2 separate regions of the Mus musculus genome follow, and region 1 is linked to region 2. Evidence: chromatin contacts called from public promoter capture Hi-C data. All regions are on one chromosome and are shown on one strand. Each heading gives the region's core, a stretch centred on a gene start, on an enhancer-like site or on the middle of the called end of the contact. The rest is flanking DNA. Distances are from core to core; before and after follow the strand shown.

Region 1 (3,134 bases), core at 548-3,047, 1.5 Mb after region 2:
ACTACAAAGTCTAGAGTTAAGTGGGAGACATCTAAATCTGTTAAGAGCAGCAGATTGACAAGCAAGTGTCCACAATCAGGAGAAAGACAGTGTGGGAATTAGTGGGGGGCATTCTGAGGTGGGGTAAAGCTAAGAAATTTCCTTCTGCCAAAGCCACCTCTGAAGAAACAGGGAAAGTAAGTACTGAAAGTCAGAAAAAAAAAATTGAACATGAAATGTCAAAAAAAAAAAAACCGAAAAACCCAAAACAAACAACAACAACAACAAAAACAAAACAAACCAAAACAACAATGAATCTATGGGAGAGGAGTAAGGAGCAAAGACAAGAGGCTTTTCCGCCTTTAAGTTCCAGCTGCACAGGACACTGAAGAGCAGGTTAGTGTCTGGTGTAGTTCTTAGTGTGTGTGGAGGAAACACCTTAGGCAGCTGGGCCATAGAGAGAGGATAGGGTCCTCTAGTTTTGTAGTTGTTTTGCTTCCCCTGAAAAAATAGTGTTAACAAAGTCAGTCGAATGTGAGCAATGAATAACAAACACTGAGCAGCTGCTGGGAGGATGATACAAGGATATCCAGGAGATATAAGAAAAGAGCAAAGAGGAATAGAGAGGCAAGTATTTGGAAAGTGTCTAAAAAACACACAGAGAACTCAGAATTTAAAAAAAAAATGGGTGGGAGAACAGAAGGAAAAATATGGGTTTAAATCCTCAAATTAGCAATAAATAATCAGACATAGCCAATCTTCACAAATACTGGAAAGTGACAGGGATGGTCACACATGGCAGAGTATTCACTATCTAAACAGAGAAAATTACTGTAGATAAGAAATATCACGTGGGAAGAGGGTCATAGAGCAGAAAGACCTTCCAGTCCTATACAGGTACTATGTACTCATAACCATTTTTCCAGGACAAGCGGGAGAGCTACAACAACTCAGTGGGAAAACAGGCAGACTTTTAGTGGAGCTGGAAACTTCAGTGCATCTTTCTCTGGATTAGATAAAGTCAGTAGGTGAGCAGTCATCAAAGATGCAAAAGGACCAAACTAGGCTCAATAAGACAAATCAGAGAACTGATATGTACACAGGTCAAGAGGAGAACACACTTTCAAAACAAAACAAAACAAAACTGGATAGGTAGTGTAACCAACATCTGGGACATCCTATTTCTTACTCCAACATAACGTGTTTATGAGGATAAATTATTACGTCATCAAATCTACCTTGACATACTTAAAAGACTTTAAAATCAGAGACAGTAAGTTTTCTGGCCATAAAATCACTCTGGGAATCTTTCATCGACAGATATCAAGAAAATCTACAACTGTTTGTAACCTGTAAGACCTTATCTCTGGGTTAGTGGGCTGTCAGCAACAGCCTTCGGCTACATCCTCGAGTTCCTGATGGCAATATACAGTTTCAGGATGCAGCCAGGCAGTGTTGCCTCTTCCTACCTGCTGAAGGGATAGGTGGGGCTGCTTGGGGTCCAAATGGAACAAGCAACCCACGAAAGGAAGGCGCATTGGCCCTGGCGGGTAGTTCTTGGGGCGACGGTTTTTGAGGAAATCAGCCAGGAACAGAAAGGTGACAGCAGACAGCAGCAAAATCCGGAGATGGAGCGCAGCCCAAATGGCAGCCACTAGGGAGCCGGCTGCCGCAAGCATGGCTGATATCAGAGCAGGCTCTTGGAGGAATGAGAATCTGAACTGAGGCAGTTCCCCAAGGACACTGCCTGTAGTTCCCAGAATGAACCAGGCCTGTGGTTTAAACCCCCAAATCGCTACAGGGCCCCTCCAATCTGTCGCCTGCAGACTCCTCCTCCCTGCTCTATTCACTTCAGCAACTTTGGCCCGCCTTGTTTATCTGCTTCCCTAAGTCTTAACAGAGCTTTGTCTCCAGAGCTCTTTCACTTTTACCCAGTCTTCCTAAGGACCCAAACATCCCCTTGGCCCCGCCTCAAGACTCTCCGTCACGCCCCTCTCCAAGTTCCAAGTCTTAGCCTTTGGAGACTATTCCTTTGGGGGTGGGGAAGCCACTTGAGCATGTATGGACTAGCTAAGAACCTTGCTCATAAACAAAGTATTTCTCTGGTTCTAGGCTTGTGATTTGCATGCAACCCAGAGAGTATCATGTGCATCTGATCTCCCGTTTTATAAACAACCTTTCACCACTGATTGCAATTTTCTGAAACAGGAACAGTATCAGCCCATGTTTCTGGGCTGCACGCCAGGGAGCGCTCTGGCCTCTTTATAAGAGCTCACCAGCTTTGAGTGCTATTCACAGTGAATTAAGTGAATCCACAGATTCTTCACAGAAAGAACACCCTGGTCTTGATTCTCCCCTACCCCCTTTTGTAGTGTTAGAGAACTGAACACCGCAGCCCTTGACCATGCTAAGAAGCCTTTCCATCATCACTTTGCACTCTCCCTCCCTCCCTATTAACTTTTAGGGTTAGTATATAATTTAGTGAATTTGATTAACGGGCACTTTCATGTCCATGTTTTTTCACAAATATTTATGCATATATTTGGCACTTTCCACTCATTCCCTACACTACTGTTGTAGGTCCTGCTCTTCCCCAGATTATCCCCTTCTGCATTTTGGCAGTGTACCTTCCTAAAGATTTGCTCCTTTCCTTCCATGGTTCCATTTCTAGTCCCAGACCCTGACCCCATTTACTCAAACACAGTTTAATCTAGGCTAGTACCGCAGAAAACAAGCTGTCTTCGCCTTTCTGCATCTGGTTTGTTTCATTTTCCATAAAGATCTCCAGCTTGTTCTCTCTCGGCTCTTCCATGAGAATCTCCAAGCACATTTGGTCTCCAGCATGGAACTTTCCACCCTGTGCCACATATAGGAGACCCTTAAGCCACATATCAGGCTAGACATGCATAGGCACTAAACATATAGATATACAGTCTGCTTACAAACTTTTTATTGATTAAAAAAGATAAATTGAAGTTTCTAACTCTCCAAGATCTTAAGAGGGAGACAGAGGAATAAGAAGAGAAACTTAACAAAGCTTAGCTTGTTTGTATTCTTTCAATCCTCTTTTGATTTTTTTCTTTTGTTGAAAACAGATTATTTTCTCATACACTATGCCCAGATGATAATTTCTCCTTCCTCTCTTCTTCTCAGTT
Region 2 (3,167 bases), core at 435-2,934:
GTGGTGCGGCGGCTGAGGCGGCTGCTGCTGCTGCTGCGGCTGCGAGGGAAAGGCCAGCCCGGCCGCGCCATAGGAGGGCGCCCCACCGCCGCTGCTCAGCGCACCCGGGTTGAAGTTGCTGAGGTTGGCGTAGACCGGAGGCTCACTGTGCAGGCTGGCGCTGTAGCCACCACCGCCGCCAGCGCCTGCTACTGAGGCCACCGCGGGAGCCACCATGCCCGCCCCGCTGACCGGCTGTGCCGCGGAGGTGACACTGGGAAGCGTGTTCTGGCTATGCAGTTCAGCCAGGGCGCGCACGAAGCCCTCGGCGAAGCCCTCCTGCTCGTCGGTCACGTTCTTGGGGCACAAGAACTGGGTGGGGGTCGGTGTAGTGGTGATGTGCCCATTGCTGGACTGGATGATCAGGCGCTCCAGCTCCGGCGACGCCAGCTTGAGCAGCCCGACGTCGGGCGACGTGAGAAGGTCCGAGTTCTTGGCGCGGAGGTGCGGCTTCAGACTGCCCACCGGGTCGGCCAGGTTCAAGGTCATGCTCTGTTTTAGGATCTTAGGGTTACTGTAGCCGTAGGCACCGCTCTCGGACTGGAGGAACGAGGCGTTGAGGGCATCGTCGTAGAAGGTCGTTTCCATCTTTGCAGTCATAGAACGGTCCGTCACTTCACGCGGGGTTAGCCTGGGCTGTGCGCAGAAGTTTCGGGGCCGCAACAGCGCGCCGGGAAGCGGGGGGATACCCGCGCGTCCCCGCTTCTGTAACAAAGTTTGTTTAGGAGCGTGCGCTCCAGACGGCAGTGCTTCCCCCTGAGCCCTCCTCCCCAGTTCGCTCCAGGGAGCGCAGGGTTAAGACTCCGCTAGCACTCACGTTGGTAGGCTCCCGCGCGATGCCGAGCTTTGAAAAGTCGCGGTCACTCACGGAGCGCTCTCGGGGAGCAGCGGTTCCTTGGAGCCCGCAGACCAGTCCCAGCAACAGCGGCTCTCCGGCGGTGCTGACCAGTCGTCACGGAATTCTCGGTGGAAGCCCGCGATCGGGCTCTGCCGCCCGGCCTCCGACAACTGTCCCCTCCTCCGCTGTGAGGGGGAGGGGGACGCTAGGCAGCCGCGGCTAGCGCTCGCCCAACTTCAGCCGCCTGTGCGAACTGGTATGAGTATAGGTTCCTCTTCTCCCTTTTCTTTACAGTCTCGGTGGCAGCCTTAAGGCGCAGAAGAGATTTGCAAAAGTTCGCTCCCGGCCACTTGTTACCGGTCCTCTGGGTCAGGAAAGTTGCTGGCCGGTAGCCGCTCGCCTATTTCCTCGCGCGGTCGGGAGCCGCTCTCGATGCTGTCAGCAGCGCCCGGACTTGTGAGCTTCTTCTCCGTGGAAGGCGGGAGAAGGGACTCTCCAAATGCTCCCCAAAATACCGGTGCAGGAGCCGCGGGCGCTGGATCCAAGCAGTTGGTGAGAAAATGAAGACAAACGGATGAACAGTCCGGAGTCCGCGGCCGACCGGGTTGGCCAAGTCCGTCCGTCTGTCTGTCTGTCTGCCTGAGCGCTCTCCTGCCAGGCTGTCTCTGCCACACTCAGTGCAACTCTGAGTCCTTATCCAGCCTGAGCTCAACACTTATCTGCTACCAGTCAATCCCTAAAAATAGCCCATGATGTCACCCCGAGGCTTTCCCATTGGCTTGCGTCGTTCTCAGGGGGGCGGGCCCACCCGTCGCCATGGAGACCTCACCCTAGAAGATTCTTCTCTGGGCCCGCGAAGGCTCACGGGATGAGGTAATGCTCCGCTGCGCTCCTACAGTTGGGCCCTTCTTTCTCCTCCTCCCCCCCCCCCCTCCCGCGCTCAGCTTCGGCTTGTGTTCCCGGGTTCCCTCCCCGGCGCGTCTTTCCCGGCCCGCCCGGTGCATTGTGGGCTGACGTCTTGGTTTGGCTGTCTAGTGACGGAGGCTGCCGGTCGGCAGGACCCTTGCGGAGTCTGTCGGAGGCGGGCTCAAGTTCAGGGCTGGGGACTGGGACCGAGACGCGGGGATCCAGAAAGCAGGGGAGGCGCGCTAGTGGCCGGGGGCGGAGAGCTTGGGTGGGAGTGAAGGTTGCACACAGGCGCGCGCCCGCGCGCGGGCACACACACACACACACACACGCACGCACGCCCGAGAAAGGGCTGAATGATCTGAGTGACTGAAGCTGGCTCCGCACCCCCGCACTTCCGGGGGACAGAGCGATGCGGGTTAAAAGGGTTGTGTGCGCCCTGGGTGTGGGAGCACGTAAGTGCGTTGAAGTTGAGCGGGTTTGAGAGTAGCCCTCCAAGATGAGTATGCTTGGAAGTTTAGTTTCGGAGAAGGATCTGCGCCGCAGTGTGCTGTACCTGGAAACCAGAGATTTGCGGTGTTCGGAACCGACTCATCAGGGTCCCCGGCACAACACTTTATTCTCTGGACGTGCCGGGGGAGGGGTGTTCGCTTTGCCTCCGAGGGACCCCTCCTCTAGGTGTGAAAGATGCTAGCCCAGCGCCCATGGGGTGTCGAAAGCAACATATAAAGGTTCGAAACTCAGGAAACCTCGGCGATCGCCTGCGCTAGCACATACACACGGTCCCGCGCACACTCAGTCTGCGCCCGCCCTTCCTCCCTCCCTGATTTGCTTCTGGGAAAACAAGCCTTGAGAGCTGCGGACTCGCCCCAAGTCACGGTGCTTAAGCAGGAGTCCCTGGTAGAAACAGGCTGAAAACTCCCCTCCCCGCTCACTGGTGGAGTCATATCCTGTGCGGCCTCTAGGAAGCGCTAGACACATGTAAGTTATTTCTTTTCTAAGGTTCTGCTATCAGCCCTCCACCCTCCACCCCTCAGGACTAAAGAGGTGGCAAGCTTGGTTCTCCCAGGGCATAAGGGCAAATCTCAGAACTTCTCTGAGCTTTATTGGTCTCATCTAGAAGTAGAGCGAATGAGGTCCACTACACCGGGCTGCCAGGCATTAGTTTTGACTCTGAGAATAGCCCCCTTCCCTACCAGCTTCGGAGTTACCCTGGGCCGTCGGTGGGGTGGGGGTGGGGTGATTTGGAGGATCCTGGGTTGAGATTTGGCAGGAGCCCGTAAGCAAGATAGAAAAAGGACCGGGAGCCAACTCTTCCCTTAAGCCTCCCTTCAGCCTAGGACTTGAAGTTTGAAGTTGGACCTAGAAAGGTTCTAATTTGGAC

Evidence for each region. Promoter capture Hi-C pulls out the DNA fragments that hold promoters and counts their contacts.
Region 1: a promoter capture Hi-C map of hippocampal neurons shows a contact between it and region 2, with 4 times the contacts expected there. The contact joins the promoter of Cyp2j9 here to the promoter of Junos in region 2. A contact is called at or near these places in 2 of 39 promoter capture datasets (embryonic stem cells and hippocampal neurons) and 2 of 115 datasets of contacts at active chromatin or transcription factors (astrocytes and large pre-B cells).

What each region holds. Positions count from the first base shown.
Region 1 is chr4:96,589,688-96,592,821 of GRCm38.p6, forward strand. Cyp2j9 (cytochrome P450, family 2, subfamily j, polypeptide 9) reads right to left here and starts at 1,798. Exons shown (of 9, transcript NM_028979.2): 1 at 1,449-1,798. The coding sequence starts at 1,658.
Region 2 is chr4:95,050,633-95,053,799 of GRCm38.p6, forward strand. Junos (a long non-coding RNA gene) reads left to right here and starts at 1,685. Exons shown (of 5, transcript XR_867920.3): 1 at 1,685-1,750. Jun (jun proto-oncogene) reads right to left here and starts at 1,590. Exons shown (of 1, transcript NM_010591.2): 1 at 1-1,590. The coding sequence starts at 639.